Regions from separate parts of the Mus musculus genome. Here region 2 is linked to region 1. The links are chromatin contacts, called in public promoter capture Hi-C maps. All regions are on one chromosome and are shown on one strand. The core of a region is the stretch at or near the end of the contact, and the rest is flanking DNA. Distances in the headings are between cores, read along the strand shown. Region 1 overlaps Gm46017 (a long non-coding RNA gene). Region 2 overlaps Akap13 (A kinase (PRKA) anchor protein 13).

Region 1 (3,245 bases), core at 167-2,666:
TTTATGCACTTCATTATCAGGTAATTCTATCAGTAATCAAGTGAGCTGCTGGGCGTGATTAGGCTCTTTGTTTTTTAATGGGATATTTCCTTTATTTACATTTCAAAAGTTATCCCCTTTCCCAGTCCCCCCCCCCCCCCCCGTTTACCCCCTATCTCATCCCTGCTCCGACTGCTCCACCCACTCCCATCTCCCTGCCCTGGCATTCCCCTACACCGGGGCATTGAGCCTTCACAGGACCAAGGGTCTCTTCTCCCATTAATACCCGACAAGGCCATCCTCTGCTACATATGAGGCTGGAGCCATGGGTCCCTCCATGTGTATTATCTCTAGTTCTCTTGCTTTACACTGGACCTGGGTTTATTTCCTAGTTCTTTGCTATATTGATGGCTTTGTGTATTCTCATAGCCTGAGTCAATTCTTGGAACCCAACCACCATGGCATCAAATATACCACAATCTCTACTCAAGAGGATCCTGGAACAATCTGCTGTCACTCAGAAGCATGAAATTTCCATCTTCAGTCTGCTCTGTGAGGCTACGTTCTCACTGCTTCAAATGGAGTCTTGATAATAATGGCTGTAGGAATATTTACTGTCTATTAAGTACTTTCTAATATGCCAACACTGTATACTATAACATTCCTAACCATTATCCCAGCCCTATAAGTGGATATCATTATTACTGTTTTACAGATGAGGAAACAGTCTCAAAGAGGCTAAATAACTTGATTATGAGGGGCTGGGACTATGACTCCCTTGGTAGAGTGGTTATATAACATGCACAAAGCCCCAGGGTCAATTCCCAGAACTATTTAAGCCACCTGTGGTAGTTCTTGCTTATAATTCCAACCCTCAAGATGTGGAGGTGGGGCAATCTGAAGTTCTAAGTTATTCTCAGCTACGAGCCAAGTTCAAGGCCACCCTGGGGTACAGGAGACGCTGTTTCAACTTGCCTGTGATGCACAATTCAAATATGCTGACTCCAAAATCCACACTCTTTCTGTTGCATCTTCCTGTTACTTATATTTGATATAAGACGGGCCTTTCCATGAACTTAAACACCTATAAGAGAGTGGAAGAGAATAAGCCTCAACTTGGGCCAATGAAGTATTTCTGTTTTTCTTTCTTCCTCTCTACTTCCTTGCTACCCTTCCTTCCTTCTTTTCTCTCTTCCTTCCTTCTATTCAGCCAAGAGAGATCACACAATGAAATAACAAATCTAGCAGAAGCACTAGGCTTGGCCTTCTGTCATTTTAAAAATCCGAGTTCCTCACATAAACAATTATGACTGCTGACAATAAAATCCCAACCCAGTGTGAATCAGCTCCGAGAAAAAGCCAAAGAGGGCAGGGCCGGGGCTCAGTGCTCTGAGTTAGCCCCAAAGTCATGAGTCATGGAAGTCTCAGAACACGCTCCCTGCCAAGTTAATTCCAGGCCAGCACTTGCTGAGGTACAGCTGGTTGTACAAACTCTGACTGACTGGACTGGAGTCCTGGGGAGAAAGGGCAGTGTAAGGAATTGAAGGGAGACAGACTGGGCTAGTCATTAGAATTATAGCCATTGCTCCAAAGCATGCCAGCACAGACACTCCTCAAGCCAGAGACTGAAAGCACCTGCCTGATGCAACCCCACCCTTTACCTAGGAATTCTAGGAAAGGTGTATATAGGGCATCCAGAAGAGAGACACAGATTTATTCTTTTCTCTTTCCTTTATTTCCTCTTCTTCTCTCTTGTACTTCATTTTCTCTCCCTCCCTCCTTTCTTTCTATTGAGACAGGGCCGCCTATATCCAGAATTGCTTCCACCTCTGGCCCACAATAATGCAAAACTTCTTATTTTTTTTAATGTTTTTCTTTTTTAAAAGATTACTTATTTATTTTATGTATGTGAATACATAGTCACTGTCTTCATACACACCAGAAGAGGGCATTGAATCCCATTACAGATGGCTGTGAGCCACCATGTGGTTGCTGGGATTTGAACTCAGGACCTCTGGAAGAGCAGTCAGTGCTCTTAACCACTGAACCATCTCTCCAGCCACCAATGCCAAACTTCTGATTCCCCTGCCTCTACCTCCTAATTGCTGGGAGAATAGGTGTACACCATCATGCTCTGTTTTATACAGAACTGGGAACTGAAAAACCAGGGCTTCCTGTATGCTAGGTAGGCATCCTACAAACCAAGCAACATCCTTAGAACCTACATTTTTTTTCATATTATTAAATACTACTTGTAATATAAACTGGCCAAACGACATTTATTAGTACATGCTATACTAACTACATGAGTTCTTAGAGACTTAAATCAAGTGATAAAATTTTCCTTTTTTTTTTTCCCTCAAGATCCAGGCATGTATGGTATACACTTTTAATCCCAGTACTTAGGAGGCAGAGGTAGATCTCTGTGAGTTCAAGACCATCGTGATCTACATAGTACACTCCATGACAGTTACAGCTACCGAATATAGTCTCAAACTTCCCCCAAACTCCTACCAAGGCTGAGTTCATCAGCATAGTGTTTGATTGGCATTTGATGAATCCCTGAATTTTATCTCTAACACTACAAAAAATTAATTTAAAAAAATGTGTCCTTGGTTACTGTTCTCCCTATCATTTCAGCTTGTTTGTCTGAACTTGAATGGAACGAGGGAACTTGGGCAAGTCACTATTATTGTGTGCTCCTCTCCCAGGTGTAGCCAGTCTCCCATGGGTCTCAATCATTTCTACTTCTTTTGTCCAAGAGGCAGAGACTGGGGATGTTCTCTTTACCCAGATGTCGCCTGGAGAAGAAAGAGGGGTTTGTAGATACAACTTATGTAGAAAGAAAACAGGATTGATTTTGTTGTTGTTGTTCATTGGGTGCTGGGATCAAACTCAGGGCCTTGGACATGTGAGACATGTTAGACAAGCATTCTGACACTGAGCTACATCCCCCCCACCCCGCTAAAAAATTATTTCAGATGCTTAACTTGAGCATGACGCATACTTATACTATTTTTAGACTATGTGGGTTGGGTATGTGCATGGGTTTGACTTGGTTTTGTGAATTCAAATGGCAGCTTCCTCCTCCATGGACAGAGAAAATACACCTTTGAGGACTAGAGTGTTTAAAAAGAAAAAAGGATAAAACGCAAAACAAAACACCCTCTTGCTAGATGGGATTTTGCTACAGGCGGGAGAGACTTCTTAGACACGGGAAAGACTGTTGATGTTGACAATCACATTCGCATCTCGCAGGACACGAA
Region 2 (3,101 bases), core at 365-2,864, 270 kb after region 1:
AGAGAAGTAGGGAGATCCTGGGAAGAATTAGGAAAGAGGTAGGGAAAAAAGATCAAAATATATTAATTTTTTTCAATTTAAAAAAAAAAAAAGTACTCTCTTTCCCCTGACTAAGCCTTTCAGGCACTCGTTGTGAAAGCTAATAGAAATACAGCCAATAAGTTTTACTAACTGTGTTGGCTTTCCGTGTGGTAACAAATTACCTGCTATAGTCGTCTCTTTAAGAAGGAATCGATTTCAGAGGTTTCAGCCTATGTTCACCTAGTATTGTTGCTTTGGGGCTGTGGTAGTAAAGTGCCCCATGGCAGAGCACCTACTGGAGGGGAAGCAGAGAGAGGGGCTGGGGCTTCATAACCCCCTTCAAGGGCACACACCCCATAAGTTCTCTCCAGGAGGCTCCCCGCCAAGTGTAGGGAGCAAGCACAAGGACCTTTGAGAGTGAGTGCATTTACTATCCTAGCTGTGATGCCAGGTTTTGTAAATAAAGTATCTTTTACCACAAAACTCTTACACCAAATCTGCTTTTTCACCATTTTTCCTACCAAGTATAGGATGAAAATACAGTCTACTAAATCATTTCTAGCCTAATTGTGTGTTTTATTGGATCCATTCTAGTTTGAGAAAAAAATATATATATATGAATGAATATGAAGCCAGGAGGAGGGGATGCATACTGTATTCCACATACTGGCAGTAGCAGAACCTGCATGTTTCCTTTGGCTTCCTTCGTCTATAGTTGCTATCAACACAAGAAAATTCCCTTGGGAAAACCGAACCATGTATTATTGAATGGCTTCTTTGCTTAGTGGCCTGTAATTCTCAGTTAACCTTGAAAATGTCATGGTTAGGTTTGGATGAATTCAAAATGTTTCTGTTATTTTTTTTTTATTTTGCTTTTAAACTGGAACCTTATCCAAACATACACACACATAATTATAAGGCCAACAAGTCAGTAGAGACTACCTCTGACCACCTCTCCCAATGAATGGTAGATTCAACAGTGAGATTGCTGAGGGGGCAGGTAATACAGACAGAAAAAAAAGATAATGTGGAATCAGACTTAGAAACTGGAACGTCATCTTTAAAACAGAATCTCACCCAACTTCCGTACTCTATAGACTGTGTTTCAAGTAGCAAGTCTAGATAATGGTCTGGCAGAGCTACGTGAGGTCTGGCTTCCCACACATGTTGCCTGTCATCGTGTGCTTATTTTTCAGCAAAATCCACTACTAAGTAGTTCTTTTTCATTTGTCTTTAATATTTTTTCACTTCAAATGACTACCATTAGGTAAGAGGCAGGTGATGAGATGGGACAGGAAAATAGGCTACCTGTGTTCGAGTCAGGTCTGTCATCACCGTTAAAGAACCAGTTGACTTCTTGCCTCCATTCCTCTCTGTCGACAAAATGACAACACTCTTTTGCAATTGACATGGTTCCTCTTTCTGACTTGGCTTCAAGATTTGATCTTTGGGGGCTAAACTGTCTCCAGCAATAGAAACTCCAAAAATTGCAAATTCATAACTCTGCAGATTGCAGTACGGTTCCCTTTACTGTGTGTTTTCAAGTACCCCTGTGGCCAGGCATGTTAACCTGCCGTCTTTCCTGTGAGTGGAGGTTAGCTTACTGTTAAATAAGACTGTTATACAGCTGCTACAGAACACTGTGACCTTGTCAGTATAAGCAGAGGTAATGAGAGAGAATTAGTTGTGTGTCCACCCAATTATACAGATAAGTGAGTATCAGTCAACTCTTTTTCCTAACTATTGAATGATGTTTCCTATATTGTTTAAAAAAAAAAGTGATACCATAGATATTAACACTATTTTTTCTATAAAAATAATGAACTTTCACTTCTCTTACCCTGTTTAGGAGTTGGTTGTTTTCTCTTTTTCTTCAGTGCTGGAGATTGTAGGGCCTTGCACATATTGGGCCAGTAATGTAACCACTCAAGTGCTAAGATTATTAATTTTTAAATATGTGTTAATGAGACCATATAGTTATTCAGCTGCTAACCAATACATATGAGTTGTATCTGAATATAGTTAGGAAAGTCTCTCTGAGTAAACATAGTGTGTGTGTCTATGAGAAGACAATTATAAACTTGAGTTTGTTATCCCACATGTTAAGCTGTGACTGCCAACACTCTTTGGACTCTCTGAGTAGCCAAAGTTAGCTATTAGGCAGCAAATGTTTCACACTCCTAGACAATATGTGTTGCCCAATAGTGCCAAGTTTTTCTGTGTATAGTTTTTATTATATAAGGAATTTAGTTATCAGTCCTGCATACATAACCTTTGAGTCAGCTGTAACATGCAGACGTTGCAGATGTATAGACGGAATGCTTTTCAGAAGCTTAGGAGCCCTAAACAGGAAGCGTAAGAGGAAGATGGGCAGTTTCTCTTTTGTCGTATTGTCTTTGAGCAGTAGTTCTGTTTCCTGCTGAGTAAATTGTGTGTATTATACATGTATTAAGGTCCTTGGATACATACACACTGTTGCCTTCACGAAGAGAGTGGTCTTCACGCCACTGATTGTCTTTTTCTATTAAGCTCTCGTTTTTACAAGGACAGCTTCAAGACACAAGACACATTTTAAACCAGTTCCTAGTATGACTCAAAAGTTCTCTGACTAAAAAGGACTTTCTCGCCAGCTGATACCTTAGTTAACGTTATAGTGAGCCATTCAGACCCAATTCCGAGTTTCTGTGCCTTGTATATGAAAGAATTTCCCAAGATGCCTAATCACATTTGGTTTTCATGCTCACAGAATACCCTACCTTCTAAAAGGATAGGATTAAGAAAGTGAAAACCAAGTTTCTTGCATAGCACCCTAGTATTATTGTGCCCAGTCTCATCATTTTTAAATGTCATTGGATTCTTATTCCACAGTACAGTTAAAGCATGTTAGCAATAGTTAAATATAGACATATTAAATTTAAGAATAATAACCAATTACCATTTTACCATTGTCAACTTTTCTAAAATATCTTCTTATAAAACATTGCTAGCTGGCCGTGGTGGTGGCACACCTTTAATCCCAGCACTCAGGAGGCAGAGGCAGGCGGATTTCTGAGTTCGAGGCCAGCCTGGTCTACAAAGTG

What was found. Capture Hi-C pulls out chosen DNA fragments and counts their contacts.
Region 2: a promoter capture Hi-C map of adipose tissue shows a contact between it and region 1. The contact joins two enhancer-like sites. A contact is called at or near these places in 1 of 15 datasets of contacts at CTCF or cohesin (the NIH/3T3 cell line), 3 of 115 datasets of contacts at active chromatin or transcription factors (extraembryonic endoderm stem cells, large pre-B cells and pro-B cells) and 3 of 9 other capture datasets (adipose tissue, liver and pancreatic islet).

What each region holds. Positions count from the first base shown.
Region 1 is chr7:75,426,120-75,429,364 of GRCm38.p6, forward strand. It overlaps Gm46017 (a long non-coding RNA gene), which reads right to left. Exons shown (of 3, transcript XR_001778347.1): 3 at 961-1,063. Among named protein-coding and RNA genes, the nearest start is that of Gm46017, 9.7 kb to the right of the region's middle. Within about 2 kb of position 1,417, at least 88 of the 459 cell types and tissues checked have an H3K27ac peak or open chromatin away from gene starts, as enhancers often do. A contact at or near this core is called in adipose tissue, where this site is marked.
Region 2 is chr7:75,698,532-75,701,632 of GRCm38.p6, forward strand. All of the region lies in intron 16 of Akap13 (A kinase (PRKA) anchor protein 13), which reads left to right. Among named protein-coding and RNA genes, the nearest start is that of AU020206, 82 kb to the right of the region's middle. Within about 2 kb of position 1,615, at least 119 of the 459 cell types and tissues checked have an H3K27ac peak or open chromatin away from gene starts, as enhancers often do. A contact at or near this core is called in adipose tissue, where this site is marked.